2 separate regions of the Mustela erminea genome follow, and region 1 is linked to region 2. A link is a contact called in public Hi-C data. All regions are on one chromosome and are shown on one strand. The core of a region is the stretch at or near the end of the contact, and the rest is flanking DNA. Distances in the headings are between cores, read along the strand shown.

Region 1 (5,753 bases), core at 2,109-4,608, 270 kb after region 2:
AGGCTCTCATTTTCACCTGTACACACATTTACATGCATTCTTTCAAGCCTATGAGGTACTAGCCCCTCCTTGACTGGTGACCAAACTAAGGTAGGGACAAACTTATCCAAATGGCAGAGGAGCTGGGATTGGGTACCCCAAACATAAAGCTGTACTACTTTTCAGATAAAGGTTTCACAACCCCAGCACTGGTTTATGAGATTCAGAATGAGCTGTACTCATTAACACCAAGCCCAGAGCAGTGTGTTTACTACACATATGGAAAAAGTTGTGAATATTCATTATTGTTTTCTGTATGCTTGTAGTTTTTCAAATGGAATATTAAAATTAAAGATCTAGCAATGGCAGCTCCAACCACGTATCTCTGAACACCCCCATGCCCCAACGTAGCTCCCTACTGAGGGGTCCTGAGTGCCAGGGTCCTAAAAGGAACAGGCAACAACCCAGATCCCTCAGCACCAGGTAACTCTGAGATATAGACCTGGGCCCCTTGGTTTACTCCTGAGTTTTCCTGGTTCAAAGGTTTTTCTACCTCTCTTAGATGGAAAACCCTGATGTGATTGGAGTTTAACTTTCTATGTTTTGTTTCTAGGGAAACCTTTTTAAATTAAAGATTTTATTTTTAAATAACCTCTATACCCAATGTGGGGTTCAAACTTAACTCTAGCATCAAGAGGTGCATGCTCTATTGACTGAACTAGCCAAGCGCCCCTAAAAGGCAAATCAAAGGCTGAAAAATCATAACCCTCAGAGCTGAACAGATCTCTAGATATGCAGAAGGTGGGATGGATATTGGTTTTTAGGGGACAAGCCATGAGGAAGCCACAAAGGCCAAGTAGAGTAAACCAGGCTGTAGATGGTTTGATCCCCATGCCCAATCAACCTTCTTTTTGCTGAGCCTGACCCCATAAACAGTGTGACACAGACTCAGCCCAGTCCATTTATTGTGGAGATTGTGGAGAGCAAGCAGGAGATGTGGAGCAGAGCAGGCCAGACCCTCATCTCTCCTCTCCTCTGGCATCTACTGAAGTGGGTGTCAGTGGGGCTGAGGCGGCCAGGGACTGCAACAAGAGAGGAGAGAAACAGACCAGAACAAGGGTGGGGGTGGAGGCAATGAGGCAGGGACAATACAGTGCCTAGTCAGAAAGTGTGCAGGGAAGTCTACCCTTCATTCTTCTTGTTGCAAGTTCAGTCTGGGTCTTAAGATAGGCACAGGATGTGATCTACAACCAGATCTAAATGGGGGCAGGTGACCAGACTGACAAAGGATTTGAAAGATGAGGGGGGATGACAGGCTCCGGTGACAGGAAAGGGATGAGAAAGCCACTGTGCCTTCCCCAGGCCAGCCTGGGAGATTCTGAACTCATTATTTTCTAGGAGAGGCAGCACTGCCAGTTTCTGGGAAAGAAAAGATCCCAAAGCCACAGTCCTGCTGCGGAAGGGAGGTCAGAGAAATCAAAGAGCAGAGAGCATGGGTGCTCTAGGAGGGCAGCACAGGGGGCTGTGGTGTTAGAGAAAAGATGCTGGAATGGAGTGAAATCCAGGAAGCCTAAGCCATCAGGGCCTAGCGCAGGGAAGAACCAAAAGTCCTGAGTTGTTGAGGAACAAATATATGTGACGTAGGTCAGCAATGGACAAGTTCAGGTTCAGGGGCAGGATGGCCAGGGGGTCCAGGCCTTTGGGCTCCTTCCCAACATGGAAGCTGCGGAGGGGCAGTGAGAGATTCAGGGCCTGGTAGAACCACTGGATCTGGGACTCGGACAGGGGCAGGGGCAGGGCCCAGGCCCCAGCTGGGGGATCAGCCAGGGGATCAGGCAAGGAGCTGTGGACCTGGGGACTAGACCAGGAGTTGCAGTAATCATACTGGCAGCACTGGGCCTGGTACCAGTATTCTGAGAAGTAGGTATTACGTTTTTCTTGGCAGCGGTAAGAATTATACTGTCCACAGCCTCGGATGAGGAAACGAATCTTGGTATCTGGAGAAGAGGGAACAGCTGGCTAGTAACCTCCACTGCCTCCCAGTCCCCAAACCTGTTATCCTTACCCTAGACTCTCCCCATGCCTCACCCAGACCCGACTTCCATCCCAGACTCCTTCCCTCTGAAGGAAGGAAAAACGGGCTCAGCAGACCTCCCTGGAACCCTAGACCCCTCCTTCCAGGATCCTGCTGTCTTCCTCTTGCACCCCAGGCCCTAAGCAGCCTTCATCTGAGAGGAAAGGTGACCAGGCCATGGGCTATCCCAACAGCAGCCCCTTCCTGGGGCTTGACTCACCATAATAGATGGTGATCACCATACACGGTGACGGGGTGCTGATGGTGCACTTCTCTGAGCCTGAAATACACCCTGCAGAAGGGTCTTCTAAGAGGCAGAGGTGGCAGGTCCGGACTTCAGGAACAGGAGCTGGGGAAGCAGAAGACAGGTGGGATGGCAGTGTCGGCTCATTCCAAGTTCTGCTTGCGGGGAGCCCGTGAACCAGGGCAACAGCCCCACCCCATTCCAGGACTGTCACTTCTCCCTCCTCGCCCCTGGGCCCCACTTACCTTTTCCCACTGCGAAGCCCACTATGACCAGCACACCTACAAGCATGTGCACCTTCATGATGGAATTCTGGGGAGAAGGGCAGTCCCTGAGGGGTATCCTGAAACCCCACCTTCCTGTGACCATGCTCTTTGGATCCTGAGCTGCAGGGTGGTTTTAGTAGACAGTCTGAGCAGGAGCTGTAGACGCAGAGCTATATTCCTCAGCTGGGGGGAGGAAGTTATTAACTTGGCTGGAGAACGGCATGTCCTCACCCACAAGGTCGGCTTCCTGAATGTGGGAGCAGTGTCCCAGACAACACCTGGGCCTTTATCCAGCTGTCTATTATTCTCATGCCCTGAAAAGATCTATGCCCACACCTCAAGGGTCCATGGATCAGCTTCTGTCTCTGGTACCATATGCTGTCCTTCCCACAGCAGAACGGTCCCTACTGCGCTGGGAGAAACTTTGGCCAGGCACCCAGGGTCCCCATCCTTCTGAGAAGAGCATATCTCAGTTCTCCCAGCAGGGGGCGCACAGACACCACCCTGCAGCAATTGGGGACCTTGTCCCTCTCCACCCCTTACAGTTCTGTTTACTTCAGGACCACTTGCCCTGTAAAATCAAAACCAGAAGATTCTGTTGTTGGTTATACTACTTACGGTACAAATAAATAAACAGCCTTAGGTGGCTGAAAAAGAACGAATATGTCTCTAGACTTTGAAATCTCATTTTCCCCTCGGGCTGTGGCCTTGCACATCTCCGCATTCAGTACTAGAAATTCTGCTCTGCTGCTAAAAACCTCACCCAAATCCACTGGGCACCAATCTGTGCTGGTTTTCAACTTGAGGAGGGTGGGCTGGGCCATGAGGGCCCCTAGAATCAGGCACAGCAGTACCCTCCCGTCCCCCAACCCCAAGCACCAGCAGACCAGCTCATGGCCTTTTCTTCCACTTTATTTCATATTCCCACCACAATAATGACTCCTTTAATTTAAACTAAAAACCATAGAGGGATCCTGAAAGGGTGGCAGCAAAGGATCGGAGGTGTCAAAGACTGAGGGTCAGGTGGGATGGGGAGTCAGCGAATCGTCTTGACTGGGCTCTTGAAGTTGCTGGCGGCTTGGAGCTGCAGTTGGTAGGCCATTGGATGGATCTTGAAACCGTAGAGCCTGGGCCGGGGCAGAGGTCAGAGAGGCAGCAGTGTGAGCCCCACCCTGTCCCTGCCAGTGGCCTGAGTTTCCACCTCCCCACCCTAACTTTTTCATGGGTCTGCTCAGTGCTTAAGAATAGTGGCTCTCAAATGTCTTCCCTCCAGGATACTGGGAAACGTACTTTAAACAGCCATTAAAACTCAAATTCTGGGCTACATGTCAACACACACACACACACACACGTATGTATGTGAGTGTATGTTTGTGTGTGTGCAGATCGGCACTTGTTTCAATATAATACCAAACTGTTCTTCCCAATAAACATGATGTTCTGGGAAAATAAATCACACTTGTTCCTGGCAAAAAGTTGAACACCCAAGATGATGACAAAAACAGCTACCATTTTAAATGGTGCTTCAGGTGCCAAATGTTTTTCAAAAGCAACTATTTAAATATACCTTATCGGTCAAGTACTATCATCATCCCCATTTCACGGATAAGGGAACCGAGGCACAGAGAGGCAAATACCTTTCTCAAGGTTACATGCTCTGAGAAAGGCAAACCTCAAGAAAGGACCATGCCCTGTCTTCCCTTCTCTCTAGGGAATCCCGAACCTTTCCTTTGACCCTGGTTGATTCTATCCCTGCTCCCCACCTGGGCACAAACTGGTTGGCGGGCCGCTTAGGCCGGTACTCGGGGTGCACCATGAAGAGCATGTGAGGGAAACCGGTGCCGAAGTAGGCGCCGTCCGTGTGATGGTGCCTCGATGACTTGGGTGTGTACACGTCCATGCACTTGGGGCAGTAGAGCTTCACCATGGCCTCACCTGGGATGTCCGAAAGGCCTGGGAGACAGCCAGACTCAGCAGGCCGGGCACCCCCAAGCCTGCCCCACCTCCCTCCAAGACTCAGGCCCAGACTTGCTGAGCCCCAAATCCTTCCCAGGAGTACCAGCCACTTGATGTGGCCTCCTTTCCCTTCTCCAGCACTCACCGATGGGAAGCATTGGCTGGTTCTCACAGTACACACGGGGACAGTAGCCAAAGTCTCCCTGCTGGTACTTTTCCAACTGAGGCGAATAAAATGAAAGGGGTTGGTGGGTAGGTATGAACAGAAGAGGCAATCCCTTCATCAGCCCAACCCACATTGCTCTGTCCTCCACTCCTGCCTTTCTGTCCAGAGACCCCTTCAAGCTGGCCCAAATGGGCCCTCATACTCTCCTGCTTCCTCTGGAGGTTAGGCAGGTTACAGACCATCAGAGCCATTCGCTGTTTGTTCCCTGAGGAAGAGGCAGACTGCAACAACTTCCTGTCCAAGGTCACGTCTCCCTCCCTGTAAACACCTCAGTCAGCACAACTCCAATTAGGAGTTAATTCCCAGTCCCTGTATCTGGGGTTCTTCCCCTCGTCTCAGCTACATTCCTTGACAAGGTTGAAAACACGTTGACTCCTCGCTGCAGGAACCTCTGCTTCCCTTACTGCCTCAGAGGAGTCAAGTGGGAGCAGAGAGGCCTCACCATCTGGGCGATGCCACGGTTGGTGAGGATATAGCGGGCGTGGATCAATCCATAAAGCATCTCGGCTGCCTGCTCAATCAGGTCGCTCTGGTTGGGGTTGTCTTCCAGCTCTTCATCTGAAACATGGCCCCAGCTGATTGAAACCACTTGTCTTACAGCTTTCTTAGAGGTCCCACCCACCTCCAGGGGCTGCTGGCTACAGTTTGCCTGGCACTTCATCTCTGCACCACCCATCACCTGGGCATTTGACCCAGAAACTCCATGAACCCAAGGCAACTCTGCCTTCTCTCTACACTTCTTTAGCCTTTTCTCTCTTCTTTCCCTCCCGACTCTCAACAAATAAATGAAAAATAGCATTGCAAAAGATGGCACTCTAGACTAAAAGGTAAGGAAATGAGACCCATGGGGAAACTAGCATCAGGGGATAGAGCCAAATTACAGGATCAGGTGGTGTAAGTCACAAAACCAGGCAAAAATCAGATGGGGGACGAAAATGAAGGACAGGACTTTGGATAAAAGGAGTCGGAGACCAAAAGAAAATTTGTAAATTCAAGAAGCAAATAAAT
Region 2 (6,522 bases), core at 3,898-6,397:
CCTGCAGGGAGCCAAGGCCCATGGTCAGGAAGAAGGTGGTGGAGAATCCTCTCCCAACCAGTCTCCAAGACCCCCATCCATACCTGGGGCAGCTGGCGGTCAGAGCCACGGAGCCGGGCAAGGCAGCGCTGCAGGAAGAGGTGAATCTCACTCTTCTCTGAACTTGTGGTGAGGTCAAGGGAGTTGAGGCCCGAGGCTTGCTCATCACAGCGACCCCGGGAGAAGGTGAACACCACCACAGGCAGCTGTGCGCGGGTGCGGAGGGAGGCCAGAAGGGACAGGTATACACCACGGTCCTGCAAAAGGGGGCAGAAAGGGGCAAAGGCTGAGTCCCTGAACTAGTCAGGGCCAAAGCAAGGGGAGGTGAAGTCATGTCAAGTTGAACAGTATTCAAAGCTCAAGTCCAAACCTCTGGAGAACGTAGGAAGAATGGACAGAGTTGAAACAGGTGGTAGCAGGTAACAAGCCTCCAAGTTCTCACCTGTGCGGGCCCCCCCTGATGCGTGGGCTGCTTGGCCCCAAAGGTCTGGGCATGTTTGCTCATCCGCTCCTTCTTGGCCTCCACAGCGGCATAGTACCTGGAACACGGGGCGGGTTGGTGATCACAGTCACACCCGGGGTCACAGCGCTGACTCTGCCCCATCTCCAGCTTACCCCTTTGTGTGGAAGGCGCCTCGGGAGTCCAGCAACAGAAAAAGCTCCCCCTGGGTCTTGGGGCTGTTCCCCGTGAAGAGAAAATGCTCCAGGGGAACGGGGCGCGCAACAGTGCTGATCACATATATCTGGCGACGTTTCAGTCGCCTGAGTGGGGAGAAGAGAGCAGGTCAGGGGCAAGGGTGCAGGAGAGATGCACATCCCATCACATTCCCCCTCTGGCTTCACTTATCTGGGAGCCAGACTGGAAGGCTGTCCCATCATCCCCTCTCCCAGTGCACAAAATGATCTGGACCCAAGTGGGGTCCTGCAGCCACTAGAGTCGGACACATGGCCCAACCCATCCCTTCCTTCTCTCCACCCTCAAGACCTGACCACTGTCCTCGCTATGGTCATCTTTACCCTCTCCCCCAACCAAGGAGAGCCATGGTGCCATCCACCCAAGCCTCCCAGGGCGCGCATCTCACCCGATCCAGTCGGCGAACTCGAGGGCATTGGGGACGGTGGCACTCAGAAGGATGATGGAGACATGGTCAGGGAGCATGATGAGCACCTCCTCCCACACAACCCCACGCTGGGCACACAGAAAGAACACCACTCACCAGCAGCTCAGAGGGGGCTGCCCTTCTTCCCTAGGGATGCGCACAGGGTTCCATTTGGGGGGCAAAGAAGGCAGTAAGGTCCACAAGGGTGTGTGATCTAGGCCCACAGGAGAGGACTACTAGAGCCTGGGGCCCCAGTGCCTCCTACCTCAGCATCATTGATGTAGTGAACCTCATCAAAGATGACCCACTCCAGGTCCCGGATGACATCTGAGCCGCTGTACAGCATGGAGCTGGGAAGAAGAGGCCACAGGCTGACTCACCAGGGGCTCCTGACCCCACCCTGTTCTCAGTGAACATGCTGTCTGAAGCAGCCTCACCTTCCTGACCAAAAATCCACCCGTGTTGAGTGCCTATCTCTCACCGAAGGATCTCTGTTGTCATAATGAGGCAGGAGGCCTCTGGGTGCAGCTGCACATCCCCAGTGAGCAATCCCACATCCCCGAATGTGTTTCGAAAGTCTCGGAACTTCTGGTTGCTCAGGGCCTTGATGGGCGATGTGTAAATGGTGCTGGGAAGAGGACATGAAGTCAGCCGGTCAGCACCCCCACAGGCCTCCCGGGCAGCACGCCTCTTCCACCCTGAGCCCTCCCAGAGGCATGCCAGAGCCCACGTGTCCCCGATCTTCCCCAAACTGCCTTCACATTCTCCTTCACGACACAACCCCACAGAAACTCTGTAGCCCAACCCCTTCCGAACCTGACGCGGGTCTTCTAACCCCTCTCCCCACCACACCCTCCTGCTTCGCTCTAGTCCTGTCTCCGTTTCTCCCCAAACCTCTCATCTCAACGAGGAGGGAGAGGCGGGGAAGAGATAACAAGCAGAAAGGGTGTGGGAGAAGCCCAGACCAGCTGGTGAAAGGGGAGTCCGGGGAGGGGACCTGTACCGAGTCATGTGTTTCTGGGCAAGGGCAATGGCATATTCAGCCACAACCGTCTTCCCCGCAGATGTGTGAGCCGCAACGAAGACAGAGTCATGCCGCTCCAAGTGCAGGATGGCCTGCTTCTGGAACACATCCGGCTCAAATGCCCACTGTGGGAGAGAGAAACAGATGGCAGCTAGAGAAGGGAAAGGGACCCACCCTCCTGCCTCCTACTCCTGGGGCGTGCAAGGTGGCAGTTGCATGCCAGAGTGAAGAAAGGCCAGGACTGAGGTCGAAGAAGGACCTAGAAGGCATCTGGCCTGGGCTGGCAGAGGAAATGAAGTGAACAGTGGGAAAGAGGTAGGTGAGGATGTGAGGACCAGGCCAGCCTACCTGGAAGGCCGGCTGGGGAATGAGGCGGTAGAAATCACCAACAGGGGAGGTGACATCCACAGGAATCGCCCACTGCTCCTGAGGCAGGGGTTTGGGGGGCTCTGGAGGGGATACAGCTGGGGATGTTTCCTGCAAAAGCCGTGGAAAGGAGTGATAAAGATACAGTCAAATAGCTCTCCATTACCACCCCTCCCAAAAGATGCTCCCGTCTTCCTCTTAGACCCAACCAACCCAGCCACCCCACCTCACCCTCAGCCCCCCAGTAAGGCCCCTTCTTTCCTGCCTCAACTGCCCAGAACCACCAACCTTCAACACTAGGTCCTCCAAGCTGCTTGCTCGGGCCATGGAAGCACTGCAGGGGGAGGCAGACACAGTGTCCCCTCTGGGAATTCCTGGCTGTCCAACTGCCTCAGTTTCATCCTCGTCTCCCCCACCCAAATCCAGAGGCTCCAGCAAACGGCTGAGGCTGAGCAAGCCAGAAGCTGGAGCTGGGTGATCTGAGGAGCAAGGAAAAAAAGGAAACCTGGTCATATCCATCTCTGTTCTACAGGAGAAGGGCACCACTTCTACGCCCCATCTCAAAGTTAAAACTCACCCTTTGGTGTAAAGTCCACACCTTTTTTGAAGCCAGGCGGAACAGTAAGAAGATCTGAAGGACAAGGACAGACAGAATCACCACTACTACACAAAGTCACACAAGTCACACGTTACTCAAACCTACAGGATGCCATTAACAGCACAGATGCTGAAAATGGGATACTTAGGACAACTTTCTGACAGGTGACAGTAAAGACTGTTATGACAAGGATACCTTTCCCTAATTGTCTCAAAGACACAGAAGGGCAAGGAGCAGCCTTATGATAGGCTGGGGCCCCTCTTCATCAGGGCCGAGACTCACAGCCCCACTCCCAAGGGTCCATGCCCACACCACCTCACCTTGCTCAAAGTCTATCTCCTCCTCAGCCTCCTCCCGAGTGCTCAGATCTGTTATGGTGGGCTCATCCATCCCACCTAGGGAGAGGGTGGACAAAAAGGGATTCATGGGGTGCGGGGGTGGAGTTACAAGATGGGTGGGGAACCCTTCCTGAAGACTGAGGGCACTCTCCCCTACCATTCCATTTCCATAAAAGTCACCTGGCCAGAAAGGGTACTGTGTTGGATTCCCCCACAGGGACTGGGAGATGGGCCCTGGGGGCCGGCGAAGAGACAAGGAGGTGGTGGCTGATAGGTTCGTATTCTCCAACAGGACCTGAGGCAAAAGACCACAACCCCAGTGAGGCTGAGATTGCCTCTGATCCCTTCCCTACTCTGCTTCTTGTGGTCTCTGACCTCTTACCTCTTTGTAGCCCAGAATCTGGCCTGTGGTTGGGTGTCTCTGGGCCTGAAGGTCGGAGGGCACTGGGGCCCCCTGTGTGGCCAAGAGTGACCAGGGATCCATTTTCCTCTGCCATTTTCTGCAGAAAAGGAAAACAATTTTCAGGTGTTCCTTCTTTCCTGTGCCAGTTTTCTTCAGGGGCCTACCTCCCTAGTCCAGACTCCTCACCGGGCGGAGTGTTCCACACCATGCAGAGGCAACCAGGCTGGAGATGACAAAAACAGCTGTTCTGCTTCCTGCTGCAGATCTGGGGCACATGGAGGGAGGCCGTGGGGAAGCTGGTAAAGGATAAGATGAGAAACATTAGGTAAAGATAGAGCATAAGACACAGACAAAAAAAGAAAGTGATAGAATTTGTGTTCAAATCAGAAGCAGCAGACATTCCTGACCAAATAGGACAACCAAGCAGAAACAGTATCTTCCAAAGATCATCCTGTCTTCCAGGGTAAACTACCTGCTACTGATTTACCAGCAACAACAATTACTGATACATTACAATACAACACAAAATACGGTAATTTCACAATCTCTGGGATTGGGTTTAGGAATTTGTATTCTTAAAAATCCCCACCACTAATTACAAGGTACACTTAAATTTGAGAATCACTAGTCTTAGGGAAAGGGGGCCCAGAACTAAGGATGAGGCAGGGTCTCAAAGGCTAGTCATCAACCAGTTCCTTGGTGCTTAGAGACAGAAGGTGACTCCAGAGAAAAAAGACACATTTGAAAAAGTAATTCTCAGAGCTCAGGTATCCCCAGCACTCCCTGCTCTGTCTACGCATGAGCTCTAACCCATAGCTGGTCCACTGGGCTGGGGTCTGTTCGGCACAAGGCAGGCCCAGATGACAGGAGTCCAGAAACAGAAGAATGAGGTTACGCTAGAGTCCAACAGTAAGGAGAATTGAGGAGGTTTGAAGGTCAATGTTAGGGTCAACATTCACTCACGGTGCTCTCTGGTGCCCCAGGCACATTGAGCAGCTCCCAGCGCCCCGTGCATCCCAGCTCCACCGGCCGAAGGGGCAGATCCAGGGGATCTGGAGGAGGTAGCACTACAGAGGGAAGGTCAGAGATCAGAGGTCAAGGGGTCACCCCTGACTACTCCTTCGTTCCACCCCCTCCCCCTCACCGAGTCGCTCGGTCTCCATCATCTTGGAGCCACGGCAGCGGCGGGGCAGACCGGAAGTGCAGCAAGAAGCCGTGGAGCGAGCCCCGCCCCAGAATGGGCGGAAGTGGAGGCGACTTCCGTCACACACAGCCGGGGAGGACAGAGATGAGCGTTACAGAGAGGCTGACCTGAGCCGGGAGGGGCGGACACCGCCGGGCGGAAGTGTCTGGCTTGGGCCGCCTTGGTTACCGCGTTCTCCGCCCCTCGCTACGTCATCGCTCTGAGCCGGCTCTCCGTTGCCCGCGCGGGCGCCGCCCGAGACCGTGGGACACCCCCCCGGGTTACCGCCCCCTCAGGTAAGGTCTTCTCCTTCTCACCCTTCGCCCCTTTATTCCGAGCTCCTTCTCTTCTTCCCCTTTTGGTTGCTCTGAGAGCGCTGCGCGGGTTTCACCGCCTCCTGTGCCGTTTGGACCCCGCGGTTGCTATACCCCCAGCGGGGGTAGGGGGTGTCTAATGCCATCGTCTTGACGGCGGAAGGGGTGCTTCCCCTTTCCCGGGCCACTTGGTTCCTCAGCGCTGGTGGCCGTGATTGCTGGAGAGAAGAGGGAATGCTGATTGATCCCGACGAGCGGGGGCTTGGACAGCAGCCTGGTTTAAGCAAGGGGTAGGGAGAGGCAAAAGACAGGAGTAGGTAGGCCTGGAGGGGTGCGGTTGGGTACTTTGTGGACGGCGTGTGAACCCTGGGCGGTGACAGTGGAGAAAGATGTCTTGGGCCCTGCCCCTGAACCAGGAGCCACCATGTTGGTGATACCCCCCGGACTGAGCGAGGAGGAGGAGGCTCTGCAGAAGAAATTCAACAAACTCAAGAAAAAGGTGAGGGAGTGTGTGGAGGCGTGGCCCAACCTTTCACAGACTCTACACTCTTGAGAACACCTGGGGTGAGTGTGAGGGGTTGGGGGGGGGCGGTTCTTCCAGCTCATACCTGGAGACTTATCTCCTCTCAGTGTAGCCTCATAATTGGGCTTTTTCCCAAGTCTTGGTGTGTACCTTCTCTTCTGTGCATTCTGCCATGCAGCTGTCTTCCTTTTCCGTGGCTTTTAGTACCACCGAACGGGTGGTAGTCTCCAGGTTTGTTTTTTCACTTCTACCCAGTCTGTTAGTGATAGCCCCTAGGTACCCAGTGTTGCAGCTGTCATCTTCCTATCTACTCTAATTTAGTTCCTTTTCTTGATCTTCCAAATAGGAGTGACCACAGTCAGTTCTCCCAGGTGTTTGGAATCAAAATCTCATCTCTGACTTCTCCACTTTTTGCATAGTCAAATATTTGCCAAGTCTTCTTGATTCTTCCTTTGAAGTAATTTCTTTAGTTTATTTTTTCCTGTGTATTTCATAGATCAAGTTTTTGCTGACACTCATGTAGACTGCTGAATGGTTTCTCAAGAAGTTTCTCAGTGTTTTTTTTGAACAGATTTCCTTCATTCTTATTCAAATGAACTACTGAAAACAGAAAACTCTGCCTCTTTTTTTCTCA

What was found. A called contact is a pair of places that touch in the nucleus more often than the background predicts.
Region 1: a Hi-C map of spleen shows a contact between it and region 2, with 10 times the contacts expected there. The contact joins the promoter of LY6G5B here to the promoter of NELFE in region 2. A contact is called at or near these places in 2 of 3 Hi-C or Micro-C datasets (skeletal muscle and spleen).

What each region holds. Positions count from the first base shown.
Region 1 is chr4:122,131,394-122,137,146 of mMusErm1.Pri, forward strand. It overlaps LY6G5B (lymphocyte antigen 6 complex locus protein G5b), which reads right to left and starts at 3,359. Exons shown (of 3, transcript XM_032340875.1): 1 at 2,543-3,359; 2 at 2,274-2,402; 3 at 928-1,976. The coding sequence starts at 2,666. The coding sequence ends at 1,558. CSNK2B (casein kinase II subunit beta) reads right to left here. Exons shown (of 7, transcript XM_032340873.1): 4 at 5,188-5,303; 5 at 4,665-4,740; 6 at 4,327-4,516; 7 at 3,462-3,690. The coding sequence ends at 3,600.
Region 2 is chr4:121,858,942-121,865,463 of mMusErm1.Pri, forward strand. It overlaps NELFE (negative elongation factor E), which reads left to right and starts at 5,148. Exons shown (of 11, transcript XM_032340814.1): 1 at 5,148-5,347; 2 at 5,782-5,864. The coding sequence starts at 5,790. SKIV2L (helicase SKI2W) reads right to left here and starts at 5,123. Exons shown (of 28, transcript XM_032340801.1): 1 at 5,013-5,123; 2 at 4,832-4,935; 3 at 4,055-4,164; 4 at 3,848-3,965; 5 at 3,646-3,760; 6 at 3,448-3,522; 7 at 3,107-3,160; 8 at 2,818-3,008; 9 at 2,512-2,640; 10 at 2,143-2,288; 11 at 1,621-1,767; 12 at 1,405-1,489; 13 at 1,122-1,228; 14 at 655-801; 3 more. The coding sequence starts at 5,034.